Regions from separate parts of the Oryctolagus cuniculus genome. Here region 2 is linked to region 1. The links are chromatin contacts, called in public Hi-C maps. All regions are on one chromosome and are shown on one strand. Each heading gives the region's core, a stretch centred on a gene start, on an enhancer-like site or on the middle of the called end of the contact. The rest is flanking DNA. Distances are from core to core; before and after follow the strand shown.

What was found. A called contact is a pair of places that touch in the nucleus more often than the background predicts.
Region 2: a contact with region 1 is called in a Hi-C map of an unstated tissue, with 2.7 times the contacts expected there. The contact joins the enhancer-like site here to the promoter of LOC100350325 in region 1. A contact is called at or near these places in 2 of 6 Hi-C or Micro-C datasets (ear pinna and an unstated tissue).

What each region holds. Positions count from the first base shown.
Region 1 is chr19:7,889,042-7,896,617 of mOryCun1.1, reverse strand. It overlaps LOC100350325 (exportin-6), which reads right to left and starts at 1,375. Exons shown (of 24, transcript XM_008257959.4): 1 at 831-1,375. The coding sequence starts at 833.
Region 2 is chr19:7,971,384-7,978,460 of mOryCun1.1, reverse strand. All of the region lies in intron 9 of LOC100350325 (exportin-6), which reads right to left. Among named protein-coding and RNA genes, the nearest start is that of SBK1, 120 kb to the right of the region's middle. Within about 2 kb of position 5,455, at least 1 of the 8 cell types and tissues checked has an H3K27ac peak or open chromatin away from gene starts, as enhancers often do.

The DNA of each region.
Region 1 (7,576 bases), core at 126-2,625:
CCACCCACTAACAGGGCAGGGACAAAATGGGTGGCCCTGAGAACCGTTCTGTCCCCGGAAGTGTTCAAACAGGCTGAGCAATGGTGGGGCTTGCTGTATGCCAGGAGCCAGGGCAGATCCAATGCACACAATTTTATCTCACAGAGGGCTCAGTCTAGAGCAGCAGATAAGGCTCAGAAAACAATCCCAATTACAAAAAAGCCAAATGCTGAACAGAGGTGCGAGCCAACCGTGAAGGCAGCAAGGCGAGCGTCAGTGGATGTGCAAGGTCTGGAAGGATAGACTGTCCCTGGTCCTACAAGGTGCAAGGCAACGGCACACAGCAGCCTGTGGAGGGGTAGGGATCCCTGCCTTTGAGTCATCCGGGTCCCCAGTCATAACCTGGTCCAGCTCTGCGCGCTCTTATAGAACAGAACCTCTGAAATCGCACCGCCTCCCTTCAAATCCTGCCCCTGTCACTCAAGTGTCACCTGTCCCCGACTGGCCTCAAGTCTCCCCACTTATGAACACAAGGGTTGATGCGCTCACTAAATAATGCCCTGTCCACTTACTCCGCATAGGGCCTGGCCAGAAATACACGCTAGCCTTTGTCACGACGAGCCGCACGGCGGGAGAGGCCCACCCCCAGCAGATGCAAGGGCCCAGGCAGTCCCGAGCCACCCCGCGGGTGGGGGGGATGGGCGCGCACAGCCGGGGCTTGCACACCCTGCACGCATGTGTCACCGGCCAGCCTCGGCACGCGCCTCTCCCCCGCCCCGAAGGCAGAAGCGATGGCTCAGCAGCTCCGGGGCCCACTCCTGCCCCCCACCCCCGGCTCCCACCCCACTTACCATGCTGGCCGGGGGAGGGGCGGCTCAGGTGAGCTGGTTCGTGGGCTTCGGACACGTCCCGCTCGCACAGTTCAGGTCATGGTCCCGGCAGGCTCGGGAAGTCCCCGCCCGTGCAAACACAACCCCTTCCCCACCCGGGCCCCCTCTATGAAGAAGAGCAAGGCCTCCCGGTCCGCCTCATCGGGGGTCCCCGGGACAATTCATCCAGACCCTCCCTTCCCTCCCCAAGGAAACTGAACAAGCAGGAAATGGGGCTCCGAGGGCACCAGCTCGGGGGCCCCCCGCCCGGGCCCGACCCCCGAGAGGGGGAGGCTACGGGCCCAGGCAGGGGCTCCCCGGAGCCGCGGACAGAGGCGGCGTCGGCGGGCCCGGCCCCGAGGCTAAAGGGGCGGAGGCTGAATTGGGCCTCGGCGGCGCGGCACGGCCCGGGCGGCCGGCTCAGGGAAGAGGCCCACAGGCCCGCGCTGTCCTCACCGCTTCAGCCCACACGGCCGCTACCGCCACCCCCCAGAGCATCCCTGCGCGCTCCCGCCCCAGAGCCGCCCGCTCGCGCCGCGCGGCCGCCCCCGACCAACAGCCCCAGCGCGCCGGAAGTGGCGAGCTCCGGGCGGCCCCACAGCACCGCCGCCGGGCTGCGGCGCTGGAACCGGACCAATCCGGAATCGACGAGGGGCCGGGCAGGGGGCGGGGCCGCACCTGACGGCTCCCACTGGCCCCGCCTCCTGTGGCTCCGCCCCCTACGCCCGCGGTGCGGGCCTGGCGGCCATCTTGGTAAAGGGAGCCAAGGGCGGCCATCTTAGTAAAGGGGCGGTTTCTCTTTCGCTTCGCTTGCTCATTCATTCTGCAAATCTTTATGGAGCGCCCCTTGTGGGTTGAGCACCGGGGTCACAGCTTGGCGGTGCACAGCCTCTGCGCCGCTGGAGCCTCAGTTCATTTAGTCCACTTACAATCCAGCTATGCCGTGGCCCACAGGCCCAGCTGTTGGTGCTAAGACTAGAAATTGTCAAGGAGCATAATTACAGCCATTTATATTTCTACTCTGGGCTGTGGATTCCTAGTACAGAAGGTTTGTTGAAAACAATAGCCTTTTTAGAATGTTGTTAATGGGGCCGGTGCTGTGGTGTAACAGGTAAAGCCAGTCCTGCAGTGCTGGCATCCCATATGGGCACGGGTTCAAGACCCGGCTGCTCCACCTCCGATCCGGCCCTCTGCTGTGGCCTGGGAAAGCAGTGGAAAATGACCCAAGTGCTTGGGCCCCTGCACCCGCATGGGAGACCTGCAAGAAGCTCGTGGCTCTTGGCTTCAGATTGGCTCAGCTCTAGCCATTGAGGCTATTTGGGGAGTAAACCAGCAGATGGAAGATCTCTCTCTCTCTCTCTCTGCCTCTCCTTCTCTCTCTGTGTAACTCTGACTTAAAAAAATAAATGAATAAAATGTTAACAAGAGGTAAACAAAACTTGGACAGTCCCTTCTCTTTGTTAGCCCTATGAATAAATTAATTGTAGAAATGAGTGCTTTGAGTGTCACGAACAAAGCAAACACATAACGGGGGGAGGGCAGACAGAAAGTGGAAGGGAAGAGCTGAAGCCAGCTGAGACCTGCAGGCAGCGTGGGCACAGCCAGAGGAACAGCACCTGCCAAGGTTCTGAGAGGGCAAAGAATGCAGGATCTTAACCCCCACCTCCCCACCACCCTCTTCACCTGTGGAAGTGCCGAGTTTAGGAAATAGGAAGAAAACATCCCAAACAGCTGATGCCGAGCCTTGGGCTGTGCCTCCTGCAAACCTATATAACCCAATGGCTCTCAGAATCACCTGGAAGGCCAGTTAACACAGGTGGTAGGGGGCAGTAGGTATTTGGCATAGCTGCTGAGATCCTACCTGAGATGCCCACATCCCATATCTAAGTACCTCGGTTTGATTGCCTGTTCTGGCTTCCTGCTGACACATATCCTGGGAGAAGGCAGGTGATGGCCAAGTATTTGGTCTGCCACCCCCATGGGAGACTAACTGTTGTGGGCATTTGGGAGTGAACCAGCAAATGGGAGCATGTTTATTTCTCTCTTTTTCTCTCTCTCCCCCTTTCTTTGTCTGCCATTCAAATAACTTAAAAATAAGTATTTTCTTTTTTTGACAGGCAGAGTGGACAGTGAGAGAGAGAGAGAGGTCTTCCTTTGCCTTTGGTTCACCCTCCAATGGTCACCGTGGCCTGCGCGCTGCGGCCGGCGCACCGCGCTGATCCGATGGCAAGGAGCCAGGTGCTTCTCCTGGTCTCCCATGGGGTGCAGGGCCCAAGCACTTGGGCCATCCTCCACTGCACTCCCTGGCCACAGCAGAGAGCTGGCCTGGAAGAGGGGCAACTGTGGGGAGCAATCCGGACTAGACTGAGTTACTGGAATTAAGACTTATTCTATGCATCTGCTCTCCCACAATATGGCGCTGGGAGAGAAGTAAACAGCTTCTGCACAGCTGCCTCCAGTTCAACCAATAAACTGTAGGACTTGCTCCTGATTGGAGGAGAGCAGCGTACTCGGCGTGTGGGCAGCCGAGTTGGGATTGGCAGAGGAGGACTATAAAGGAGGAGAGAGACGGCATGCACCAGGAACATCTAAGGGAACACCTGTGCAGCCCCCAGAGAGCCGGCCGGCGGTGTGCCGCTCCCCTGCGGAAGTGGGGAATGTGGCCAGGGGGAACTGCCCTTCCACGGAGGTGGAAGGGACAGTAGCCAACCCGGGAAGAACCAGCAGCAAACCCGGGGAGGGCCGAGCAGACGAAAGAACAGCGCAGGGTCCTGTGTCGTTCCTCCACGAAGAGGGGGAGCGACAGGCAACCAGGACAGAATCCGGCGCCCAACCAGGACTAGAACCTGGTGTGCCAGCACCGCAAGGTGGAGGATTAGCCTATTGAGCCGCGGCACCGGCTAAGTATTTTCTTTAAGACATTCATTCGGTGTGTCTGGGATGGGGCCTAGTAGTCCACATTGCTAACCAGTTCCCAGGTCATGCTGATGCTACAGGTCCAGAGACCTCATTTGGAGAACCACTGATACTACTCACGTCAAAGGACAAAATGACAGTGAGTTTCATTTAAACAGCTCAGTTGGCTTTTATTGCAAGAACAGAATCTAGCAACATCTCATCCCATAAAACTGGGGGGAGGGGGGAGGTTCTGATGAGCAGGGCACAGGAGATTGGTTTTATAGGCAAAGATTGAAGAAAACAGAAACAGAAAACAAAAAGTGGATTGGTCCTTTCAAAGTTCTTTTTTCTGTAAAGATGAAAGCAGAGGGGACTTCCTTATCATGCAAACTAATTCTGGTTTGTTTGGGGATTTGGCTGTTATCTCTCTCCTGATTTCTCCAAAGATCAGATAACCTAGTTTCAGCTTTAATGACGTGGAACCTTATCATGAGTGACTCCATTTTGCTTTGGTCTGTTGGGCCTCAGGTAGGAGCTCAATCCAAACCAGCGGCCTCCCACAGATTTTATTTAACATTCATCACTACAGAAAGTGACAGCTTTCATTGATTCTTTTTTAAAATATGTAATTATTTGTATTTTGAATGACAGGGTTATAGAGACAGAGAGGGAAAGAGAGATCTTGCAGCCACTAGTTCACTCCTCAAATGGCTACAATAGCCAGGGCTGGTCCAGGAAGAAGCCGAGAGCCATGAGCTTCATCTTGGTCTCCCACATGGGCAGCAGGGACCCAAGCACTTGGGCCATCTTCTGCTGCTTTCCCAGGAACATTAACAGAGAGCTGAATCAAAAGCCAGGACTTGAACTGTCTCCCTCTCTCTGTCTGTAACTCTACCTCTCAAATAAATAAATAAAATCTTTTTAAAAAAAGATTAACTGTGAATACACATAAAACATCTAGCAGGAAAGACGTGTAATACATCCCAGCCATTATTATTTTCACCCCAAGGTAAAATGTTCATATGGGATTCTGGCATTGCAGGCTGAGACTTAACCCAGTGTTCCACAACACCAGCCCCTTCATTTATTTGACCAAATGTTTATTGTTGCCCACAAAGTGACAACCACTGTTCCAAGGATTCTGTGCTGAGCAAAACAGACATACATACACCCTTATGGAATTCAGAGACAAATTATTTACAACCATGATATAATACCTAATTAGTTATAACAGTTCTAAGAGCAATGAAAGGTAACTACAGACTACCATGAGAGAATGCTAACGTAGTTATGTGTTAACACAGCCAAGTGATCTAAGCCAATTTAGGGTTGAAATGGGGAGGAGGTCAGAAAGTAACAATTATTTCAGCAGGACCTGAAACAAGTCAGAATTCATTAGGTAAAGGGAGCGGGCATAGAACATTCTAGGCAGTAGAAAAGGCATGTAGCAGAGAAGCCATCTCAGTGAACACATGAATCAGAACAAAGTCCAAGTCACTAGTCCTTTCTTGGCTCAGTGAAGTAGGATTGGCGAAAGCATTAGGTTGAAATATGTCTGAAGCGGAATTCACGTCTCAAATTCACTACTTGGGGAGCGGGACAATTAGCTTAGTGCTGAAGATGCCAGTTCAGACATCATGTCCAACATCAGAGTACCTGGGTTCTCCGGCACCTGACTCTAGCTGCCAATGTAGACCCTGGGGAGCAGCAGGTAATGTAGTTAGGTTCCTGCCACCTACAGGGGACAACTGGATTGTGTTCCCAGCTCCCAGCCCCAGCCCCAGCCCCAGATGTTGCGGACATTTGAGGAGTGAACTAATAGATAGGAGAGTGCTTTTGCTCTCTCTCCTCAAATGAACAAATAAATAAAGTCGTAAATACTCACAGGATGGGCATTGTGGCATAGCAGATTAAGTCGCCACTTGGGATACCCATATCCTATATCCTATATCCTATATCCTATATCCTATATCCTATATCCTATATCCTATATCAGAGTGCCCATATCCTATATAAGAGTGCACCTCCAATTCTGGTTCAGCTTCCTACCAATGTACACCCAGAGAGGCAGCAGATGATGGTTCAAGTACTCACGCCCCCTGCCACCCACATGGGAGACCCAGATGGAGTTCCTGACTCGTAATTTCAGCCTGGGCCAGCCTGGGCTGTTGCAGGCATTTGAGATTTGGAGAGTGATTTTCTCTTTCTCCCTCTCCCTCTCCCTCTCCCTCTCCCTCTCCCTCTCCCTCTCCCTCTCCCTCTCCCTCTCCCTCTCCCTCTCCCTCTCCCTCTCCCTCTCCATCTCCCTCTCCCTCTCCCTCTCCCTCTCCCTCTCCCTCTCCCTCTCCCTCTCCCTCTCCCTCTCCCTCTCCCTCTCCCTCTCCCTCTCCCTCTCCCTCTCCCTCTCCCTCTCCCTCTCCCTCTCCCTCTCCCTCTCCCTCTCCCTCTCATAAACAAATAATACAATTCACTAGCAGAGTTATCTTAAAGTGACTATGGAAGTCTTGGTTCCCTCACTGTGTAACTGGGTAACAGAAATTCAACTCAAATCCCTGAGAGGTGTGCCTTTGACTCATAGCTTCCATAACGGGGCTTCCAGAGATGGGGCAGCTTCAGGCCTGTTGTGATGTGATGGGAGCCCGGGATTCATTCTGCCAGGAATTTCTTGGCTGTGCTCTCCTCCACGTATCAGGCTTGTCCTCAGAATGGCTGCCAGGAACATCCGGGAAACAAACCCCACCATTCTCTCCCCTTGTTACGTCCTCTTTCACTGCAACACACTTTATCCTACCGGACCTCACTGGCCCAGATCCACCCATCTGTGACCTAGTCATAGTGAAGGAAGATGGACTTGCTATGATTAGCTAGAAAACTCTTCTCTGGAGTTGCTTCAGTTCCTCGAATGAGCTGTTCATTATATCTCCATCGCCAGGCTGGGTTGAAGATTAACTTTGGGGCTGGCGCTGTGGTGTAGTGGGCTAAGCCTCTATCTGCAGTACTGGCATCCAATATGGGCAAGGGTTCAAGCCCCAACTGCTCCACTTCTGATCTAGCTCTCTGTTATGGCCTGGGAAAGCAGTGGAAGATAGCCCAAGTACTTGGACCTCTGCACCGGCTTGGGAGACCTAGAAGTTCCTGGCCCCTGGCTTCAGACCAGCCCAGCTCCAACCATTGCAACCATGTGGGGAGTGAAATAATAGATGGAAGACCTCTCTCTCCTTCTCTGCCTCTGCCTCTCTGAAACTCTGCCTTTCGAATAAATACATAAATCTTTAACAACAACAACAGAAATACCAAAGTATTATGTATTTATAAAGACTTGGGTATTTTGTTATAGCAGCACAAAGCAGACTTTGCAATCTCAGTTTCTTCATCCATAAAATGGGAATATTACTTACCTGGCTGAATAAGGAACTGCATTAGTCCCCTTCTATCAGACTTTCAAATGAGGATTTGAAGAATTGACAAGGGAGGCTACTTAAGAACATTTACAAAGGCTAATGCAGAAGCCCCGTTCTGGAAAAAGCAGGCTTATCAATGTTCCCAAGCCTGGTGGAACGGATAGGGAGAATTGTTTGTGAGTAGCCAAGAGGGCAGCCAGTCACCGCATAACAACGTTTTGGCCCCAGTGACAAACCTGCTGGAGGTCTGTTGTGGGTCGAGCATGACTCGTCTCCCCCAAACTCATACAGATGTTCAAACTCTGAGGTCTTCATGTTAGCGGCTGATGGAGTGAGGGTGCAGACCTGTGGCCAGCAGGTGGGTCTTGTGGGAGGGGTTCTTGTAACTGGGGGCGTGCCCTCAGAGGATGGTTCTCTCAAAGAGTTGAT
Region 2 (7,077 bases), core at 4,206-6,705, 78 kb before region 1:
CCAAATGTAGTCCATGCTGTCAAAGAGTTACACAAACCCTCAAGAGTTTTCACACCTCGGAGTTTAGCAGCAAAAGAACTCATTTCTTTCTTTCTTTTTTTTTTTTGTTTTTTAAGATTTATTCATTTTATTTGAAAGTCACAGTTACACAGAGAGAGGAGTGCCAGAAAGAGAGAGGTCCTCCATCTGCTGGTTCACTCCCCAGATGGCCACAATGACCAGAGCTGCACCAATCCGAAGCCAGGAGCCAGGAGCTTCTTCTGGGTCTCCCACGTGGGTGCAGGGGCCCACGCATCTTCCACTGCTTTCCCAAGCCATAGCAGAGAGCTGGATCGGAAGCAGAGCAGCCGGAACTTGAACCGGCACCCATATGGGATGCCGGCACTGCAGGCAGCAGCTGTACCCACTATACCACAGCGCCAGCCCCAAGAGCTCATTTCTTAACCAGAGACAGAGACATTGCCCATCCATCTTACCCCCAACGACATCCCCCTCCTACTGACAAATGACTGAACAGCCAAACAAACACCAGTCCAATACTAGATGGACAACTGAGCACAGCCCAGCAAAGAATGCAGGCAGGGAAAATGACTTAAAAAAATTAGTAAATTAGTGACATCTCGGCCGGCGCCGTGGCTCACTAGGCTAATCCTCTGCCTTGCGGCGCCGGCACACTGGGTTCTAGTCCTGGTCGGGGCGCCAGATTCTGTCCCGGTTGCCCCTCTTCCGGGCCAGCTCTCTGCTATGGCCCGGGAGTGCAGTGGAGGATGGCCCAAGTACTTGGGCCCTGCACCCCATGGGAGACCAAGAGAAGCACCTGGCTACTGCCATCGGATCAGCATGGTGCGCTGGCCGCAGCGGGCCGGCCGCAGCGGCCATTGGAGGGTGAACCAACGGCAAAGGAAGACCTTTCTCTCTCTCTGTCTCTCTCACACGGTCCACTCTGCCTGTCAAAAAAAAAAAAAAAAAAAAAAAAAAGAAAAAGAAAAAGAAAAAGAAAAGAAAAAAAAATTAGTGACATCTGTGGGGAAAATCACTCCACAGAGTCAAACCCCACTTCAGTAGACTTCAGAGAAAGGTGTAAGCCTGGAGCTTAGATTTGCCATTTGCTTACCGAAGTTTCATGCTATACACTGCTGTGACAGACCAAAATATTTTCACAATTTTTCTAAGGAAGAAAACCCATTTAAGACCAGAGGACAGACCAAAGAGATGAATGCTGTCACCTACACAACTGTATTCCTGGACTTTGTATACAATGGATAACCCTAAATTAGACCAAAAATTCTTAGTGGCAGTTGGTGACTCTGGCTACAAAAAAAGTACTTAACCACTTAGAAAACAAAGCCCCACCTCAGGAACAGGCTAACGCATACACAGAAAGCTGACGACCCCAGAGCATGTAGTGGGGGTTGGGAGGGCACAAGAGTATGGCAGGTGCCTGCCCTCTCCACACCCACTGTCCTCTTCTGCCTTGAAAGACAGCACTGCACTGAGGCCGACTGAAAGCATCTTCAAGCTTCACATGCAGATGGAAATGTCAGTGGGATCAAATGAAGCCACTGAGTGGAGCTTCAGGGAGAAGCTCTTTAGCCCGAGCTCTCCCACTTCTCATTCCAGCTGCTGGACTGTGGCTGTGGTATCCGCAGCACCGTCACATGTGCTGTGCAGGTGTAGAACAAACATGAGAAGATCCCAAAGTGACATGACACACAGAGGGGTCACCGACCACTTCTCAAGGGAAATACCACCAACAGATGACAACGTGACAGTGACACAGAGGTGGAAGTCTGAGGACTTTCAGGCTGCTACCACGACAACCTCCATGAGGCTCTTCAGGTGGCAGGTGGCACGGGCTGAACTGTGTCCCGGGCCTGCCCTTCCCCAGCGCTGACACCCAATCCTCTCCTCACCCTCAATGTGACAGGGCCTAAAACGAGGCAACAAAGGTTAGATAAGGTTATAAGAGTAGGACTTTAATCCACTAGGACTGCACCCTTATAAAGGAGAGAACTTTCTCCTCCCCACACACACACAGAAGCAGGGCGTGTGAGCTCACTGTGAGAAGGCCATCACCTGCAAGCCACCAGAAGAAGTCACAGCAGAGACTGAATCGGCCAGTACCACGACCTGGGACTGGGAGCCTGCAGAGCTGTGAGATAAATAAATGTCTGTTGTTTGAAGTCACCTTGTCTGTGGTACTAGAGAAGGTAAATGATAAGGAAAAGAAAGCAGTAACTTCCAAGAATGAAGCAAAAGCAAGAGAGTTGGCAAGCAAGTGAGAGAAAATAATAGACTATTTCTCTCCTAACATCTCTAAAATACAGATGATGAATGAAAGCAAAAATCAGAACACTGACGAAGCTTTCAAAGTACACGGATAGGGGCCGGCACTGTGGCATAACCGGTGAAGCCATCGCCCACAGTGCCGGCACCCCATATGGGTACCAGTTCAAGTCCTGGCTGCTCCACTTCCGATCCAGCTCTCTGCTATGGCCTGGGAAAGCAGTAGAAGATGGCCCAAGTGCTTGGGCCCCTGCACCCACGTTGGAGACCTGGAAGAAGCTCCTGGCTCCTGGCTTTGGATCCGCACAGCTCCAACTGGCACAGCCAATTCGGGAGTGAACCAGCAGATGGAAGAGCTTGCTCGCTCTATGGCTCGCTCTCCTTCCTCTCTCTGTGTAACTCTTTCAAATAAATAAATAAATCTTAAAAAAAAAAAAAAGTACATGGATAAAAGTGTGGTAAACACAACATAAAGCGGGGTATGCGGTAGCAGGTTTCTCAGCAATACTGCGGTAAGATGCTGATATGAAAACGTAGGCATACATACTGTAAAACCCAGAGCAACTACCAAAACCCCACAGAAAGAGATCTGCAGCCAAACACTCAGTAGTGGCACTAGGAAAGGAAAACTAACTGTGAAGGCAGCTAACATCAGCCCTAAGAGAATGAAGTTGAACTGAGAGAACTGAGAGGAGACACATGAGAGAGACATACCTCTCTCAGTATCCGACAGAGGAAGTCAGAATAAAGACACCCCATGTCACCTCCACAGCCAGCCTGACCTGACACTGTGAAACACTCCACTAATGACAGCAAGACACTCATACACGCTCTTCTCCCAAGTGTACAACAAACAACTCCCAAGGAGACAGGGTCATAAAATAAACCTTATCAAATCTGAAAGAATCCAAAACACACAAATTATGCTTACAGAAGATAATAAAATCAACCTAGAAAACAGTAACAAAAAGACATGTGGAAAATGCCCAAATATTTGGAAATCAAACAGCAAAGAAGAAATATCCAGGGAAATTAGAAAGGATTTTAAATTGAACCAAAATGTGATAAAGCCAAAGCAATGCTTAGAGGGCAACTGATCAGATTAAATACTTCTATACACAATGGACAGGCATTTGGTGCAGCAGTTAAGCCACTGCTCAGGATACCCACATCCCAGATCAGAGTGCTGGGCTCAAGTCCCAACTCTGCTTCTGATTCCTGCTTCCTGCTTATGCACATCCTGGGAGGGAGCAGATGACGACTCAAGTAGTTGGGTTCCTGTTACCCATGTGGGAGATGCTGACTGAGTTCCAGGCTTCCAGCTTCAGCCTGGCCCAATCCAGATTTGCAGGCATCTGGGAAGTGAACCAGAGGATGGAAGATCTCTGTCTCCAAGCCTCTGTCTCTTGGCCTTTCAAATAAAATTAAAATAAACAACAACAACAAAAAAGCTCTTGTATACACAAGAGAGATAAACCTATACAGCTCACAAGTTCTGAGGATGAAATAAAATTACAAATATAAAGCTAACTACATAACAGATACTCAATAAATACATAATGAGAGTGGGCCTTTAGCCCAGAAGGTAAGATAATGGTTGAAATACCTGCTTACTTGGTGCTGACACTGTGGTGTAGTGGATAAAGCCACTGCCTACACTGCCAGCATCCCATATGGGTGCCGGTTTGATACCCGGCTGCTCCACTTCTGATCCATCTCTCTGCTATGGTCTGGGAAAGCAGTACAAGATGGCTCAAGTCCTTGGGCCCCTGCACCCGCGTGGGAGACCAGGAAGAAGCTCCTGGCTCCTGGCTTCAGATCGGGGCAGCTCCAGCCATTGCAGCCAACTGGGGAGTGAACCAGCAGATAGAAGACCTCTCTCTCTTTCTCTCTCTCTCTCTCTCTGCATCTCCTTCTCTCTCTGTGTAACTCTGACTTTCAAGTAAATAAATAAATCTTAAAAAAAAAAAAACACCTGCTTACCACATTCCTGGGTTTAATGCCCAGGCCAAGCTTTAACTCCAGCTTCCTGGTAATGCAGACCCTGGGAGGTAGCAGGTAATGGCTCAAGTTACTGGTTTCCTGCCATCCTTGTGGGAGAACTAGATTAGGCTCCTGGTTCTGGGCTTGGGCTCTGGCCTAGCCCTGACCATTATGGGCGTTTGAGGAGTGAACTAGAGGATGAGGGTTCTCTCTGTCTCTTTGAGACTCATAAATAAATAAACAGGATGAATAAACAATAAATGAACTGAACCAAAAAAGAATAAACACACAGGGAACAAATAAAATTCCAAGTTAGATAACAACAGACTGAAGCATGATCCTGAATATTGAGTTTTTTTCAACTCAATAAAATAACTAACAGCACATTCACTTGCTCTCTGGGGCAGTCAGCAGCAAGGATCTCTCTTCACAGGAGCTAGAAAGTGATCAGAGCTCTGATGTAAGCCTAGGTAACACCTTCGATCAGCTGAACCAAAATGCCATGTGTGACAGCAGCACTTCCTCTTTAGTAAGCAGAGTGACCCACGCCACAAAGAGAACAGCGACTTTTCTCACGCTCACTCCTCTGTTTACTGCCCAGTGAAATGTCACCCAGAACCACTGTGCCCGCGGTGGCCAGCACCCCCCAGCACTCTCCTGCCGAAGGAGCTCACAGGACATGATGCAATGACTTCAGGCTGCCTCACGCACTCAGGTGTCCTCATCTCCTGTACACCGGCGACTCCCTTCACATTGACAAGCACGAAGGGAAGGGAGTGGCAGAGAACGGGAAAAAACACGTGTTTATGGATGGGGCACCTACTGTCCGTGGGAGTACCCTGTACACACTGATCCCTTCCATTTTCTCAACAGCTTAAGAGGAAGGCACAACCATCCCCAGATAGGAATGGGGAAAAGGAAAACTGAAATCCAGGCCTTGCTACCACCTCAAAATGGCAATCAGGACAATCTAGCCCCCCAGTACTTCTGCTCAGCAGGGTACATGACAGAAGGCTCACCCCAATAACACCACAACTGCAATTCTCTATAGCTCTGGTCAAGAAACGCTGGAACACTCTCAACTGAGCAGGAACAGAGTTAACGACTTCCAAGTTCCTATAACCAAGAATAACCCATGTACATTTGTGCTTCTAAATCTGTAGCCTACAATGCCTACCACTTTGTTGTGATGAATGATGCAAAACCTATAAACCACAAGGGACAGGAACTGAGTGCTGCCTCTGTGACTTAACCACACCTACGTTTCCCAATTAAGACACCAAGAAAACATTTTTGACTGCTTCCTGCAAGATCAGTTGCTTCTGAAATTACAGCTTAAGAGACAAACACTGACTCCCAAAGCATTCCATCTTCTCCCAGATAGATGTCACTAGTTGGAAGCCCTCTGATCACCTCTACAAGCTCTCAGCTAAAATAAACATCACCACCAGCAGCCAGCACTCTTTACCAGTTGCTGTGGCAAAACAGAACTTCTCTGATATACTGGGGTGATTGTCAAGCTTTCAACACTTTCATTTAAAAGCTTTTGAGGAACAGGTGTTTGGCCAGCAGTGAAGTTGCTGCTTGGGAGCCTGCATTCCACAGCAGAGTGCCCGGGGCTGAGTCCCACCCAGCTCTGCTCCCAATTCCAGCTTCCTACTGAAGAGCACCCTGGGAGGCAGCGGGAAAGCCGAGTGACTGGGTCCTTACACTCCTGTGGGTGATCTGCAGCGGGTTCCCAGCCCCTGGCATCAGGTTGGCCCAGCCACTGTGGGCTTCTGGGGAACAAGCTCAATGGAAGCACTGCTCTCTCTCTCACTTGTACACTCTCACACACATATTTAAAAAAGGTTTGAGCACATCTACATACATATGTAACATAAGGGTGACCCAAAATACATGATAAAGATTTATTTATTTGAAAAGTAGAGAGAGGGACAGAGAGATAGAGAAAAAGAGAGAGAGAGAAAGGGTAAAGGGGGGGGAGGGGGTTCCATCCACTGTTTCCTTCCCCAAATAGCAATGGCGGGGGTAGGCCAGGCTGAAGCCAAGACTCTGGAACTCCATCCAGTTCTTCCACATGGGTGTCAGGGACCCAAGGTGCACCAGTAGGGAGCTCGATCAGAAGTATAACATGGGGCCTGTGCCATGGCTCACTTGGTTAATCCAAAGCCTGCAGCGCCAGCATCCCATATGGGCGGCAGTTCGAGTCCCAGTTGCTCCTCTTCGAGTCCAGCTCTCTGCTGTGGCCTGGGAAGGAAGGCAGTGGAGGATGGCCCGAGTGCTTGGGCCCCTGCACCCACATGGGAGACCAGGAAGAGGCACCTGGCTCCTGGCTTCGGAATGGCACAGCACTGGCCGCAGCGGCCATTTGGGGAGTGAGCCAATGGAAGGAAGACCTTTCTCTCTGTCTGTCTCTCCCTCACTGTCTATAACTCTACCTGTCAAATAAAAAAATAAAAAAATAAAAAAAGGAAGCGTAACACCCGAGGCTCAAACTGGCATTCCAATACAGGATGCCGGCTTTGCCAGCAGCAGCTTAACCTATTGTGCCACGCCAGCCCCCTAAAAATTTATTATAAGCTGAAGCTCAAATATTTCCTCTGTGCAGCCCAGTGGACTGACACCCACATTTTTGCAATCTCCTTCCCTAGACTACTAGGGAGTGCCTGACAGGACAAGCAGTTCACATGCTGGTCACCCCGTAACAGCAAAAACCACAAACCAACTCTGAAGAGTTTTTTACTTTGCTTACTAAAGGTATAAAACTGTTATACAGAAGTATATGCTTAAAAAAAACCTAGTGAG